3 separate regions of the Mus musculus genome follow, and regions 1 and 2 are each linked to region 3. Evidence: chromatin contacts called from public HiCAR-type and promoter capture Hi-C data. All regions are on one chromosome and are shown on one strand. The core of a region is the stretch at or near the end of the contact, and the rest is flanking DNA. Distances in the headings are between cores, read along the strand shown. Region 1 holds the start of Rhbdd1 (rhomboid domain containing 1). Region 2 holds the start of Col4a4 (collagen, type IV, alpha 4). Region 3 holds the start of Serpine2 (serine (or cysteine) peptidase inhibitor, clade E, member 2).

Region 1 (4,450 bases), core at 493-2,992, 2.5 Mb before region 3:
CTAAGATGGAGCCATACCATATATAGGGACAAAAGCTAAGGACAGAAACAGCTTTTGGTGGCGGGGTGCTAGCCACCACTGTATGCTTCTTTGTAACTCTGGTCTGGCCTTTACCAAACTACAGGACAAACTTAGGTATAACTAAGTTGAAGAAACAAGAAGGGCAAAGACCTTTAAACCACCTTGGCACAATTTCTAATAGTTCATTTTCTAAAATACCACAATGTAAATAAAATTAGTGGCATAACGGACTGCTGTAACTTTCTCGCTTGATGTGGCTGTTTGCATAGGGTCTCATGATGTAGCTCTGACTGGACTCCAAACTTAGGATATCTCTTGCCTCAGCCTCCTGAGCATTGCTGTTACAGGTGTGAGACATCCATAACTATCCTGTATCTAAATTTTTACTATTCATAAGTAGTTGGGATAAAAGTCTTTGCAGCAGTCATAAAATCATGCACTCCAACTGCTCTCTAACCCTACACCTCGTCCTTCCTCCACGACCTGTGCGCTTTCTTCATGCAGGTCTAGTAACTTCTCTTGGAGTGTTTTGTATGGGTTATTGCTACCCACTTGTTTTCACATGTCAACACTTAGTACTATGAAGTCACAGTTAAATGATTCGGTCAAGATTCCAGATCTAGAAAATACCTCACCTTACTCTAACCTCATTATGTATAAAATTCCATAACGAGTGAGTACTTTTTACGCTGTTATTCGTCGAACTCAGTACCCGGAAGTGCTAGAATGGACCGAAAGGCTTGCTCAAAGGGGTATGACACTAAAATCTGTACTGCCAACAATTCCCTCAGAAGATGCTGTTGATGGAGAGCAAACCCAGGACCAAGGCAGGAGCACTTGCTCTCCTGGAATGTACCAGAACACTAGAAGATCCGAAGCAGAATCAGTAATAGAAGCAGGAAGAAGGTAAATGAGGTTAGGACGTTGGGATGAAAAGTAGAGGGGGAAAAAAAAAAAAAAACAAAAAACCTGGCACCATGCCCCCCCCCCCAAAGAAAACCTGGTGTCATGAAGCTACTGAAAGGGACTTTTATAAATGAGTCTGACAACTGAATCTTAACCGTGCAATAATTAGATATTACAGTTGTTATTGTTGTTGTTGTTGTTTTAAATAATGCCTGTTTTGGAAAAACGGAAAGGCATGTGTGAAAAGAGAAGAGGTGAAGTCCCTCGGGTGTATGTCTGTCCTCTATTCTGTGGTACAGACAGCCTTACAGAGGTTAGGATGGGTCTGTGTGTTTGAGACAGAAGTGGCCGCCCCCCCAACCACCTGCCACTGCAAGCTCTGTGCAAGCTGATGCAACTTCGCCTCAAACTTCCTGAAGTCGGAGGAACCTCGCAAAAGCCTATCCGGGCAGCCTAGATCTCCATGAGCCAGGGAAGCGGTACCGGTGCGACTGCCCCTGCGACCCCATCCCGGCCGGCCGGAGGGGAGAAGAAGACCCGGACCCGGCGGGCCGGCTCCTCCGCCCGGTCCCTAAGCAGCACTTCCGCCCAGCGGACCCTGGCTGGCCCCATAGCAGCGCTTCCGCCCGGCCCGCAGCGGCCCGGATCTCAGCCCCGGCCCCGCCATCCGTGGTCCCGGGAAGCCGCAACACACGCCGCACAAAAGCGATGCCATACACTCAGCTGAAGAGACGCGGAAACTCACTCTCTCTAAGACCCGCTTGCGTCCTCACGTACTCCCGCGCTCGTGCGTCACTACGTCTGGACGCCGAATCCGGAGACTCAACTTCCGGCACGGACGCCGATTCCGCAGGCTCCACTTCCGGCGGCCTAGGGAAAGGAGCGGCAGTCTGCGCATGCTCCGTGCTTCGTACTGCCTTTTCGGCTTCCTCTAGCTAATGCGTAGCGCTCATCCTATTCAACCCTTAGCAACAAGGGTGTCGGTGTGCTTTTACAGCCATAACTAACTAATAATCACTTACCACGCGCACAGCGCATGAGTCGCCTATGGCCAGCTCCCTCAAGGCCAAAGTTTCTTCCCGGTGCAGTGTAGTCTACCAAGTGGACGGTGGAGACAGTAGCTGTTCCCAATGGGCCTCAGGAGAGCTGCTTATCCCAGAAAGTAGGCCGGCGAAACAGGGCCACGGTGTACATTTCATTCCCCAAGCACAAACACGAGGCCACACTGCTTAGCCTGTTTACTGCTTTAAGGGCTCGTGAGAAAAGGTTTTTGTGACTTAGGTCGTTTGATGCAATTTTCTCCTTCTAACGTGGAACCAGTTTCATGGGCAGCTTCTTCTAAAGGCAATGCTGCATTTGTGTCCTACAAGAAAACGATGTTTGGTGTAATTATTTTTCTAGTAATTAGAGGAGAGCTCCACCTTTTCAAGGCATGAATTGGGTGCAGGTATATTTACCAAAAGGCTTAGTAGCCACGTCTAGTTAGCATATTAAAAACTTCCCAGTCCCCCAAAAGTTAATCTTCTATTGTATAACAGAAGAAATTCTCCTAAAAAATTTTCCCTTGTAGTTGGAATTTGAATGAAAATTTCCCACACTATTAGGAGATATAGATGAGAATTTCAAGTGACAAAATTCTTAGCAAATTCAAGAATGAATTCTTATAATTTAACCCCTTTCAGGTATAAAAAAAAGTGGGGGGGTATGTAAGTCCAAGACTGACATTGCGAAACTGCATTCCTGGAAATGGAACCCAAGTGAGTAGGGGGAACTAAATTGCATGTAGAAATATATCTCCTTAGGAAGAAAACATGAATGCAATTTCTCAAAAGGAGAGGTCTCTATTTGTTCTTCCCACCAATTCTATGCATCCATTCCATTAATATACTCTTGCTTTATATTCTCTGTCAGTCTACCCCTTTCTATACTTACACTGTTTTTGTTATTATCTTGTTTTTAAGTGCAGAAGTGACTTTAAAAGAGCCGCAAATCAAGTCTCAAATCAGTAATCTCAAAAAAAATGCAATTGTAAATAGACAGGGCTTAGGAATGTTCTTGGGGAGCAGGCTGTGATGGTGAACACTAATGACCCCACAGTTTGAAGGTAGAGACAGGAAGATTGGGAGTTCAAGGACAGCCTCAGCTATATAACTTCAAGACCAGCTTAGTCTATATGACATCCTGAATCATAAAAAGTAAAGAAAAAAAACATTTTAATCCTATTTTAAATATGAGTAAAATGTTTCATTGGCATATAAGAGGACAGAGAAAAACCATTTTTTTAATGACCTCACCAGACATAGGGGCAAACACCTGTAATCTCTCCACTTGGAAAATAGATGCAAGAATATCAGGAGTTCCCATTATCTGGGTAATAATTTCCTAGCCTAAACTTTAATAGAGGGACAGTCAGAATTCTTACATGTAAACAAAGCTTAAAATTACTAAAGACTCAAAGCCAGACTAAGTCCTCTAACGTTTTTGTAGAAAAGCAAGTCATTGTTACATTACCTTGTAAAAATTATAATTTTTAAGTTCTCAAAAGTATTTTACTTGTCAGCTAAGATATTATTATGCATATTCCATTTAGTATATGAAATATATTTATGGTGTGCAGTTTTAAATTGTATCTAACCCTTGAGGGACAAGCAACAATTCTTAGCCATTTGACTCAAATTAATGTTCATAAAATATGGTGCCTGTGTTGAAACTGGGGGTTTGGTTACCTCCTTTGAACATTTCATAACTGGGTGGAAACTAGCAGAAAGGCAGATAGACATTCCCACCTTCCAGAATCCACCCTGAAGGAGAAAAGATGCCAGACAACAACACAGTGTACCAAAAAACTGGATTATCCTGTAAAGGAGGAGTTTGTTGTTATCTCTCACAGCTTCTAATGAATCAAATATATTACACTCAAACTGTTTCAAAAGATGGGTTACGTTGATTAGAGATTGTCTATCATCCTTCTTATGGAACAGCTTTCAAATTAGATGATTCGGCTATGAGAACTATAACAGGGCAAAATTGGGCCAAGTGTCGTGATAAGATTATCAACACTTAATAGTAGACTACACACACACACACACACACACACACACACACCCGCACTAACCCTAAGAGACTTATAATGGCCATAGAAAATAGATGTTACAAAACTAAAAGGTTCGTAGTGAGGAAAAAAAGATTTCACTGTGATAAGATAGCCAAAACATTAAGAAGAGACAAGAACTGTAAATGTCTACATATCCAACAATATAACTCTAAGGTCATGAAGATAAAATTGGTAGCATTGGGAATTTAGGGTGTATCCAAATGTTAGAGTGCCTGCCTAGCAGGAACAAGGTTCCAGAGCTGCGCAGCGGGGTATGTCAGAGGAAATGAATTAAGAAGCACACAGCAAAAGTCTGATATTTAAATACTCTTAACAATGGGTAGGAAATTAGACTGAAAACCATTAAGTATATAGAAACTTCAAAAAAAAAATACTACCAAAATAGTAAGTGCAGACCACTCTACTTAA
Region 2 (4,809 bases), core at 1,393-3,892, 2.7 Mb before region 3:
GTCCTGAGTTACAGATGATTGTAAATGGGTTCTGGGACTCGAACCCAGATCCTGTGAAAGATTCACAACTGTTCTTAATTGCTGAACCATCTCCAGCTCCAGCTCACCCCTTGATTCTTCTGAGAGTCCCAGGTCCCTTCATAACCTCATTGCTTTTCTTCTAAGTCTGGAAAGATGATGATGATGATGATGATTACTGTTCTGGAACGTTCTTAGGCCTTTGTATAACATGACTTACTGGTTTCTGATAAAGCTGTTAGAGAATCCACATCAGTTTGCATGAGTTGTAGCCATCCTGTCCAGCAGTATTTAGTCACCTAGGTCAGTCAGTCCTTTTCATTCAGTCATTCACTCACTCACTCTTCATGTATTGTGTGAATATAGGCAGGCAAAAGACGCAACTTTCAGGAGCTGGTTCTCTTAATCAATTTAGGAATTGAGTTCATATTGTTAGTTTTCATACACTGAGCCATCTCACTAACCCTGAAAACTATTGTCTTTTGAGAGCCACTTTATATAGGTTGCAAAATGTTTTGGAGTATAAAGGCGAAGACACTAAGACACCAGCACATGACTGAAACGGTGGGTGACCAGATCAATTAACTTTAGCTCTCATTGAAAGCTGTGCAGGAAAGTGAAGAGATGAAAGAGGGAGATCTTAACCACAGATGCAGACAGGCCTGGAAGTTGCCAAAGGAGACATTTAATCTGAATATAGTTCTGCTAAAAATACAACTCTATATTGCTGTGGGTCCGTAGTTGTGGATCTAAGTGCATAGAAATGGAAAGAAACACCACAAAAAGCTGGGCCTGGGTGATTTGTGGGAAATGGGAAATCTAGAGGGATGGGATGCAGAGGAGTGTTAGCCTAGCTGTGATCCTGTAATGCTTCCCTTAAGAGGGAAGTGCAATGGAAACAAGCAGAGTAAATGCAGCCATAGGTCCTTAAAGTGTTCCCCGGTGACACATAAGGGAACACTAATCTCCAGTCACAGCCTCGGTCCTGTAAGACGGAGACACCTGCTCATCATCATTGGAGATGAAGCTCACCATACCCAAGACCACACCCAAGTCAACAAACAGCATCAAGCATCTGAAAAGTTAAATTTCTGATTCACAAACTGAAACCTAGCCAGCTCCTTCTAGGCTCCTCGTAGTTTCAAGGAGATTTTTATCTTTAGTGGCAAAAAACCAAGCATTATGGAGTAGATTCAAGTGAGCACAGGGTGACCCAAATTCCAAATAAAAACCAAAATCATCACAAAATTGCTTAATTCATCCTAATGTAAGTTCTGTGTCTTGATTTTTTTTTTTAACCGTGATGGCTTTTGTGTCCAGAGAGTCCAAAGAAACACTGAGCCCCAGTGAAGTCAGAGTTAAGGTGAGGTCTGGAAGGAGCAGAGCTGAGACTCCAAGGAGGAATTTCCTCCCAGGCTGGTGCACTTCATTCATTCACCATCCTGACATTACACCTTCAGAACCTTGGTCATTATTTTCATCTATCTATCTATCTATCTATCTATCTATCTATCTATCTATCTATCTATCTATCTATCTCTACCTACCTACCTCTCTATCCATCCATCCATCCATCCATCCATCCATCTACTACCAAACTCATCTATCTGATCATCCATCTATTATCTATATACCTCTTACCTCTGCCTTTTTGCTTATCATCATCATATACCTTATATCACTTACATTATATTTATTATCATCAGTTATCTTAGGTCCATCCATATCATCATCTGCCTGTCTGTAACCTAATTATTGCTATCCATTTTCTGTTCTCTGTAAGCTTTTGTTCCTCTATCTGGGACTCCTGGGGTCTTGGACCACTAACTGGCTCTCCACTTCTTCCAGCGCAGCACATTCCACCTGTTCCTCAGAGTTGTGTGCTGCTAGCCCATCCTGGGACTCAGGAGGAGCCCGCAGCTGAGCAACCCTCCAGATAGTGACTCAAAGACAGAACCCTAGTGAGTGGCACTGGCTTGTCTCACAGGAGACAGGCATAGCTCTGCTGCGGTGGGATCTGCACAACCTTTCAGGCACTCACCTTGCTAGCCACAGGAGAGGCAGCCAGGAGTAGCAGCAGGGTAAGCAGCAGGAACACCAGGAACCTTGGAGCAGTCTTGGAGTGCATGACGGTCCCGAGTCCCGGTGTTTTCTGTGTTCTGTGACCTACCGGACCCACGGGTTCTCAGGCGTCCATGTCCCCGGCGGGACACAGATTGGAGAGGCCCCGCAGTGACGCTCGCCTTGCTGGCCCACTGGGGCGAGTTTTGTAAGGGCTCGACCCACTGAGGTCTGTTTGTCCTCACCCAAGCTTTTGATTGTGACTCTAAGGGAGGGGAGAAGTGGCTGAGGTTCCGCCCTCGTCCCCTCTCCCTCCCAGTTCGCCAGGCACTGTCCCTTCAACCGGGCATCTTGCCCAGGAAGTGAGAAAAGGTTGGGCGCCCGCAGAGCAGGCAGGTGGGCGCAGCTCCAGGGGTCAGAGTGAAAGATGTGATGTCCCTGAGATCCTGGGACTTCGGTGCCTAGCGGGTGCAGGTCAACGTGAGGAATTTAGGGGTGTGCGGTAGGGAGGTGGCTGCACAGGGTGGGGGGAGTGGCCAGCAGCCCTGCCCAGATTAAGCGGGAGGCGCGCGGGAGTCTGCAACTCCGGAGGCCAAGTTTGCTGGCAGCTCTAGGGACTGCCCATCGGCTGCCGGCCTTCAACTCGCAGCCAGCACGCAGACCTGAGGCTGGACAGGCTGGGGAGAGGAACACGGTCACGGTCACGGGTGGATTCCCTCCAGCCATAACCTCGAGGAGCCTGTCTGGTCTGCCTGCTACCCTGCTGTTCCTTCTTTGCCCGGTTGCTCCCCAGGTAAGCCGCCCTCAGACAGGCACCGCCCCAGCGTCAGGGCACCTGCCTGGGACCAAAAGCATTTTAGCATCTAAGGGGTGGTGGCTGGGGAAGTTGTGGCCTTGGGGTCAGCAGAGGAGAGCTTACTTGGCTCCCGGGCTTCTCTGCCAGGGCTTGAACTGGGCACTATGTGTTTTGATTAATTTGGAAGCTCAAGTTACTGTCCTGGCAGTCTGGGCATTCCAAAATGCCAAGAGCAAGAGGCAGATGAGGGGAAAGAGAAAGCTCATCCTATTCTCTGAGTTGAACTGCTTTTCAGGCTAAACCTTATCTGCGGAAACGGAGGAGAAAATGAGAGCCAACTCTGGTCCAGGGTGTCCCTGCCTGGGAGGGCCTTGGATGCAAATGTCACTTCTGGCTTGGTAGGGTACATTGTTGCAGGGCTCTTACACTATCTCGTGCGGCAGACCACACTGAATGGAGTGTATCATTTCAAATGCACAGGCTACAGTAAAATCACAGTTTTGCTTAGATACTATCATCGCAGTGCTAAAGAAGAGAGGTAGTAACAGGCACGGAGGGTTATAATTACATGGCTTTGCTAGCTCTTTAAGGCACCCATAAAACAACCATAATATCATCACAGTGGTAACTGCGAACAAGGTCTTATGATAACCATCCGAATGTCATGAACGTATTAGTGGGTGGAAATTCAGCCACCAGCACTTCGGTGGCCTGTTAGCTGACGCTCATCACTGAAGAAAGGGCCCAGCTTCCATGAAGAAGCATCGAACATTTACTTGTCTCCGTTTTCTTGTACAAGTTCACTGGCCATCCTAGTTCCCTCTCCTTGCCCCACCACCCTCAGATTGTAGAGTGAAAGGGGCATCTTCCATGACATACAACCATGGCTATTCATTAGAGTCTCCAGAGGAATATCTAAAAGTTCCAGAGCCCAATGAATTCCAAACCACTTGTATCAGACATCTAGAGGACAAACTTAATGGTGCATGGTAGAACCTCTTGCAAGTTCTTTGTGCAAACGTGCTTTGTGGTCACTACTTTATTTTATTTTATTTCTTCTCATACATTACACTCCCACCACAGTCATTTTGGTTAGCTGTACTGAGTTAGGGTCTCTTTAGTAAAATAACAAGAGGACATTAATTAAAATCTTTATTAAGATTTAGGGACATTGTAGAGTTTGTGCCCAGATCATAAATGTAATCAGTCACATAGTGGCTTTAGGAAAGTTCTTGGGGGAATTTCTGTCATCCTCGTGGTGTAGGATGCCACTACTCTGATGTCCAAGAGACCTGAGAGGCATATGATTGCCTTTTATAAATTGATACTGCTTCTTAAAAAGAAAAATCAAGATCTTAGACTTGATATCAGATGTTTCTCCCCTTTGCAGGATTATAGAAAATTTAAATTTTAAATGGCTTTTCTCAAGGCCTGGTAGTTTCTTCCTCTCCTCTCTATGTATGATGTATTTGTGTGTGCATGTTCATGTGTGTGCTTATCCTTATGTGGGTGAGCAAGAGCCACAGAGTGGTGTGTGTGTGTGTGTGTGTGTGTGTGTGTGTGTGTGTGATAGAGTTGGTCTTCTGTTTCCACCCTGTTTGGGCCCCTTGCTCCCCTGACGTGTGAGCTTCCAGGGATTCTTCAGCCTATACCTCCTGTCTTGCTTTAGGAGTGCTGGGTTGATCGTTGCACACATCTGGTTCTTCATGCATCCTGGGATGGGAACTCAGGTCCTCACCTCCACAGCAGGCATTTACTCATTGAGCTGTATCCTCAGCACAGAGCCCTGGAGTTTTGATGGAAGAAAAGACTGAGATTATGAGCATTGGAAGGGAAGGGCAGTCACCTGCCTTATATTTCTGATGCAGCGGCAGAAGAAAATGAGATGTTGCACAGGAGGGAGGAAACAGATGCTCAGGAGCCTGGCATCTGAA
Region 3 (4,589 bases), core at 1,714-4,213:
AGACAAAACACCATCACCCAGTTGGGAGCTAAGGACAGCTTTTACTCAAACACAAGGTCACTTTATGTGGGTCTGCCGGGGAGCAGTGGAGGTGGGGTGGGGGAATCACATTTATTCCACAGCACTCGGCACTGGACCCCATCCAAGAGAGGAAACGAGACTAAATAGATCATTTGTTTTATTCTGTTTGGGAATTTCTTGTGTCTCTCCCAACTGCAGCTTATGGACACAAAGCCAAACTCAGAATCCTGGCTAGAGCTGGCTAAGTGCCAGGTCACTTTTTTTTTTTTTTTTTTGACTAAATAGCTTGAAGCTGTAGCTGAAGATTAAGGCAAAGCCACACAATTGAAGGATGAAATGAAATTCTACTGTGAATGTGGAGTTGGGGAAGAAAGAACCAGGTAGGAGTTAAGTGATTTGTATTGCTCAAACAACACAGAGACAGAGACGGGAAGGACATAGCCCATGGAAGCACAGGTCTTTGAGAAATATACTTGCAAGAAGAGTTGGATACGGAGAGGAAAACCTGCAGCTTGAGCCCTCCAGCAGAGGTAGGCACACACCTTCTCTGGGTCCACCTGTGTACCGATGATGGATAGCCAAGTGCCTGGTGGTGTGAATGGCGTGTCAAGTGTACCCTGGATTTTGCCACTGTCCTGCCTTGTGGGCATGAGGAAGGTGGACCAAAGGCAGCCACCACGCACACTCAGTCACAAGTGTCGTTGGTATTCCTAGCAGATCCCGCTGGCAGAATGAGGCTTTGTTTAGACTCCTTTCCTCTGGGGGGAAGTTCACAATCCGTCCCATCCAGTGGCCAAAGAGAGAGAAAGAACATTCGTGGCTGGATTTATTTCAGTCTATTAGTTGACACTGTATCCTGCCTGATTTCAGAACTGAGAAGTCAAGTACAGCATTGCTCAAAAAAACCATTCCTTCCACACTGCTGGGGAGACGAGGGAAGGGCAGGTCAGTCGTGAGGTTGTAAACGAAAGCAGCAAATTGTAAAGACTCCCGAGTGGTGGGTGTATCTGACAGAGTCCAGACCAGTGGCTCTCAGCCTTCGGAATGTCACAACCCTTTAATACAGCTCCTCGGGTTGTGGTGATCTCCAACCAGACAATTATTTTCCTTGTTACTCCATAACTGTAACTTGGCAACAGTTATGAATCAAAAATGTAAATATCTGATAGGCAGGATATCTGATATGTGACCCCTATGAAAGAGTCATTGACCTCCAAAGGGGTCATGACCCCAGGCTGAGAATTTCTGGACTAAATCCTATTTATACTCTAACTGGGAAAAAAAGGGGGGGGGGGTTCATGACCTGCATTACAAGACACTCAAATCCTTCGCTGTTTGTCCATTTCTCCCAAAACCAGTTGACTTTCCTGAACATTTGGAACGGCAAATAGTGTTTGAGATACAAACCACGCAGTCCATGTGACATTAGGAAATCGCTTTGCAAAATGTCAGCCCTGAGAAAGAACTGGACAAAGTATATGGGGGTCTCAGTCGAGTGCCTACAACTGTCTCAATCAGCAGTGTCAGCATGAAGATGGTGAGATAGAAGCAGATGCAGAGAAACCAGCAAGCTCTGTGCATCTGCCTTCACTCACACTTCAAACTTGGCTCTCTAGTATAGTGATTCTCAGTCTGTGAGTCATGACCCCTTGAGGGGTCAAATGACCTTTTCACAGAGATCATCCGGAAACACTGATATTTATATGACAACTCATAACAGTAGCAAAGTCACAGTTATGAAGTAAGAAGGAAAATAATAGTGCTATGGGGGGGGGGGGGCGCACCACAACATGAGGAACCATACCTATTAAAGGGCTGCACCATTAGGAAGGTTGAGAACCACTGCTCTAGTAGTTTCTTATCTGCTTCCCCTCCTATCTGTAGCACTGCACCCTAATCCAGTGCCTTGTGCATCTGAGGCAAGCACCCTACCACCTAGCCACACCCTCAGTCCCTAATGCCTTCATCTGGAAAGCTGCTCTCAGTTTTTCAAGTCACACACACACACACACACACACACTCACACACACGGGTGGGGGAGTGTCTGTCATGGACACAGCTGTGTCAGTGTGGTTGCTCAGAGATCTGAGTTGCTCTAGCACTAGGTGCAGTTTATTTCACAGCCCTAAAGAGATTTACGGCTGTTTTTTCTTCATTGGGGCCAAACATGGGGCCTGATAGGGAGGGCGTTGCACCAAAGGCAACAGAGACTACCATGAAAGTCCCTACAAACCTAACCTGAGCAGAGGACTGAAGAATGCAGAAAGGGACACTCAGGTAACAGACCATGGGACATAACAGCCATCTGTTGCTGGCCTTGGGTCTGATAAGGTCTCAGGGGCTGAAGGTGTAGGTTCAAAACACCTGGATCTTCGGAGCTCTGAGAGTACTTCATGCTATCACCACAAGCAAGGGGTCAGTTTTCTGCATGTCCTTGCTTGTCATGTGCCTAGGAATCCCACAGCCAGCTCATCCACTAAGCAGGGATAAGTTGACTCTGGGGCACCTGGAGGACCTGTTCTAGACCTCCACGTCCTAGCTCCGTTATTTCCATCACCTGCAGGATTGCACACTGTCACCCCCCCCCCAACACCCCCAGACGACGCGTCTTGCGTCTCAGGGGCACACCACTGGCTTCTGTGTCGCCCACTCCTCTCCACTCCCCACAGGCTCATCCGGACGATCCACGTGCAGCTCGACCGGGGGTTGGCGCCGCACCTCGAGCCCGGCGCGTCTGGCCGGAGCTTTCTGGGGACCCGAACCCCCCAACCCCCGCGAGAGGGCGGCATCTGGCGACCGCGGGTCGGGCAGGGGGGCGTCCTAAAGTCCCCTGCGGTGCAGAGACGTTGCGGCCGGCTGCCACACAAAGGCGGCGGCGGGAAGGCGGGGCGGGGCGGGCCGGGGGGCGGGGGAGGCAGGAAGGGGCGGGGGCGGCGGCGGCGATAAAGCCCCCGCGCGGCCCGGCCGGCTAGTGCAGTGGTTGCACGGGAGTGCGGGCTGCACGCGTCACCGTCACCGCCGCCTGTCCCCCACCGCCGCGCAGCGCCGATCTCCCTCCCGGTTTCGGCCGCCACCTGGGGATCCAAGCGAGGACGGGTGAGTAGCAGCTGCGGGGTTCCCGCTGCTCGGAGGGGAGCCGGGGACTGTCCCCGGGGCAGCACCGCGACCGGTTGCTGGGGCGGGAACTTTCTCGAACCGCCTCGGGCCCCGCTGCGAGCGCTCCTGGCTCCCGCGTCCCTGTCCCCGAGGGTTTGGGCGTCCAGGTGTGCCGGAGGCTGACGGAACGCTCGCCGAGCTCGGGGTGGGTCCAGCAGGACTGCAAACCGTGACCCTGAACCCGAGGCGACTGGGCACTCACGGGTAGCACCGACCCCACACTTTTCCCGTGCGCGGGTCCCTGTCCCGGGCGACCGGCTCTCACTTGTAACCTTTGCCTGTGCAGTGTGGAGGTGGGCAGCGGTTTGGGGAAGGACTTCAGTTCACACTGGCCTTTGCAACAGGCTTGTCCCTAGGATACAGTAGCAGCTCTTTGCGATTTCTTATTTATTTTCATCATCTGTGGACCAGGGAATTGCGAGGCCGGTGAGTGACTCCAGGTAAGGTGAAAGTACTCAGAAATCCTCGGAGGAATTAGGTATTTAATTTGCCCCCACGATGAGCAGAGAGGGAAAGCTGCTATTACATAAGACAGCACTCCACCTTCAGGTATTAGGGAAGGTGCTGTTGAGGATTTTTAGTGTTTTAATGAACAAAACAGAATCTCCGCGTGTCTCTCCAGAGAAATCTCCAAACGCCGCTGGATCTTGCTTTGACTACTTTGCTGGGAACGTTCTTATATTTAGCATGAACATAAAAAGGTGTTTGAAGGTTTAACTTTTCTCTTTCAAGCCAGGAGGCAGTTTACTTTTCTGAACTGTTCTAGAACAATTGATCTGATCATCTTGTACTTTGGAGATTTTGTATCTGAATGGGAATACAGATAATGGGAGAAATGTCAGCATTACCGATTTGTGTATCTGAAGCACACTTAAAAATTGAAGGTGCTTTGAACACTTTCTGTGGTTCTAAAACAATAATTATACCCTGTTGGCAACATTTAAGCAAAAAAAAAAAAAAAAAAAAAAAAAATCTCAAGAGCTTCGCCACAGATAATGGAACCGTCAACAATGGAGTTTTAGCTGTTTTTTTCAGAGTAGTGTTTGAAATTTTTGTTCAGCTAAGGGTGACTCCTGAAGGTCATGAGCCGATGTCATCGTTCCTTCTTCTTTGAAAGAATCTAGGCAGAAATTTTCTCCCATGAACTTGACAAATTAGCACAGTAAGACAGAAATTGCCGAATCTCTAAAGGATGCTAATTTTCGGCCTCACACATAGGCGACTTGACAGTGGTCAGAGATGGGTTAGGATGGAAGAGTTGCTGCCCTCTTCTAGCCAGTTCTTCTCCCACAGGGTTTGGAACTTTGGCCTTTTCCCCCTCTTGTGGTGGTATTGCTGCGGGGACTCTCGATTCTGTGACCACGTCAGGTCCAGTGGTTTTCACACTCCACTTACTCAGTTGTTCTCTGGAC

The links. Promoter capture Hi-C pulls out the DNA fragments that hold promoters and counts their contacts. HiCAR-type assays count read pairs that join an accessible place to other places.
Region 1: a HiCAR-type map of astrocytes shows a contact between it and region 3, with 5 times the contacts expected there. The contact joins the promoter of Rhbdd1 here to the promoter of Serpine2 in region 3. A contact is called at or near these places in 1 of 39 promoter capture datasets (hippocampal neurons) and 1 of 115 datasets of contacts at active chromatin or transcription factors (astrocytes).
Region 2: a promoter capture Hi-C map of liver shows a contact between it and region 3, with 4 times the contacts expected there. The contact joins the promoter of Col4a4 here to the promoter of Serpine2 in region 3. A contact is called at or near these places in 2 of 39 promoter capture datasets (hippocampal neurons and liver).

The regions. Positions count from the first base shown.
Region 1 is chr1:82,313,871-82,318,320 of GRCm38.p6, reverse strand. It overlaps Rhbdd1 (rhomboid domain containing 1), which reads right to left and starts at 1,742. Exons shown (of 7, transcript NM_029777.3): 1 at 1,673-1,742.
Region 2 is chr1:82,584,682-82,589,490 of GRCm38.p6, reverse strand. It overlaps Col4a4 (collagen, type IV, alpha 4), which reads left to right and starts at 2,642. Exons shown (of 48, transcript NM_007735.2): 1 at 2,642-2,872. It overlaps Col4a3 (collagen, type IV, alpha 3), which reads right to left and starts at 2,570. Exons shown (of 52, transcript NM_007734.2): 1 at 2,060-2,570. The coding sequence starts at 2,146.
Region 3 is chr1:79,857,039-79,861,627 of GRCm38.p6, reverse strand. Serpine2 (serine (or cysteine) peptidase inhibitor, clade E, member 2) reads left to right here and starts at 2,963. Exons shown (of 9, transcript NM_009255.4): 1 at 2,963-3,117.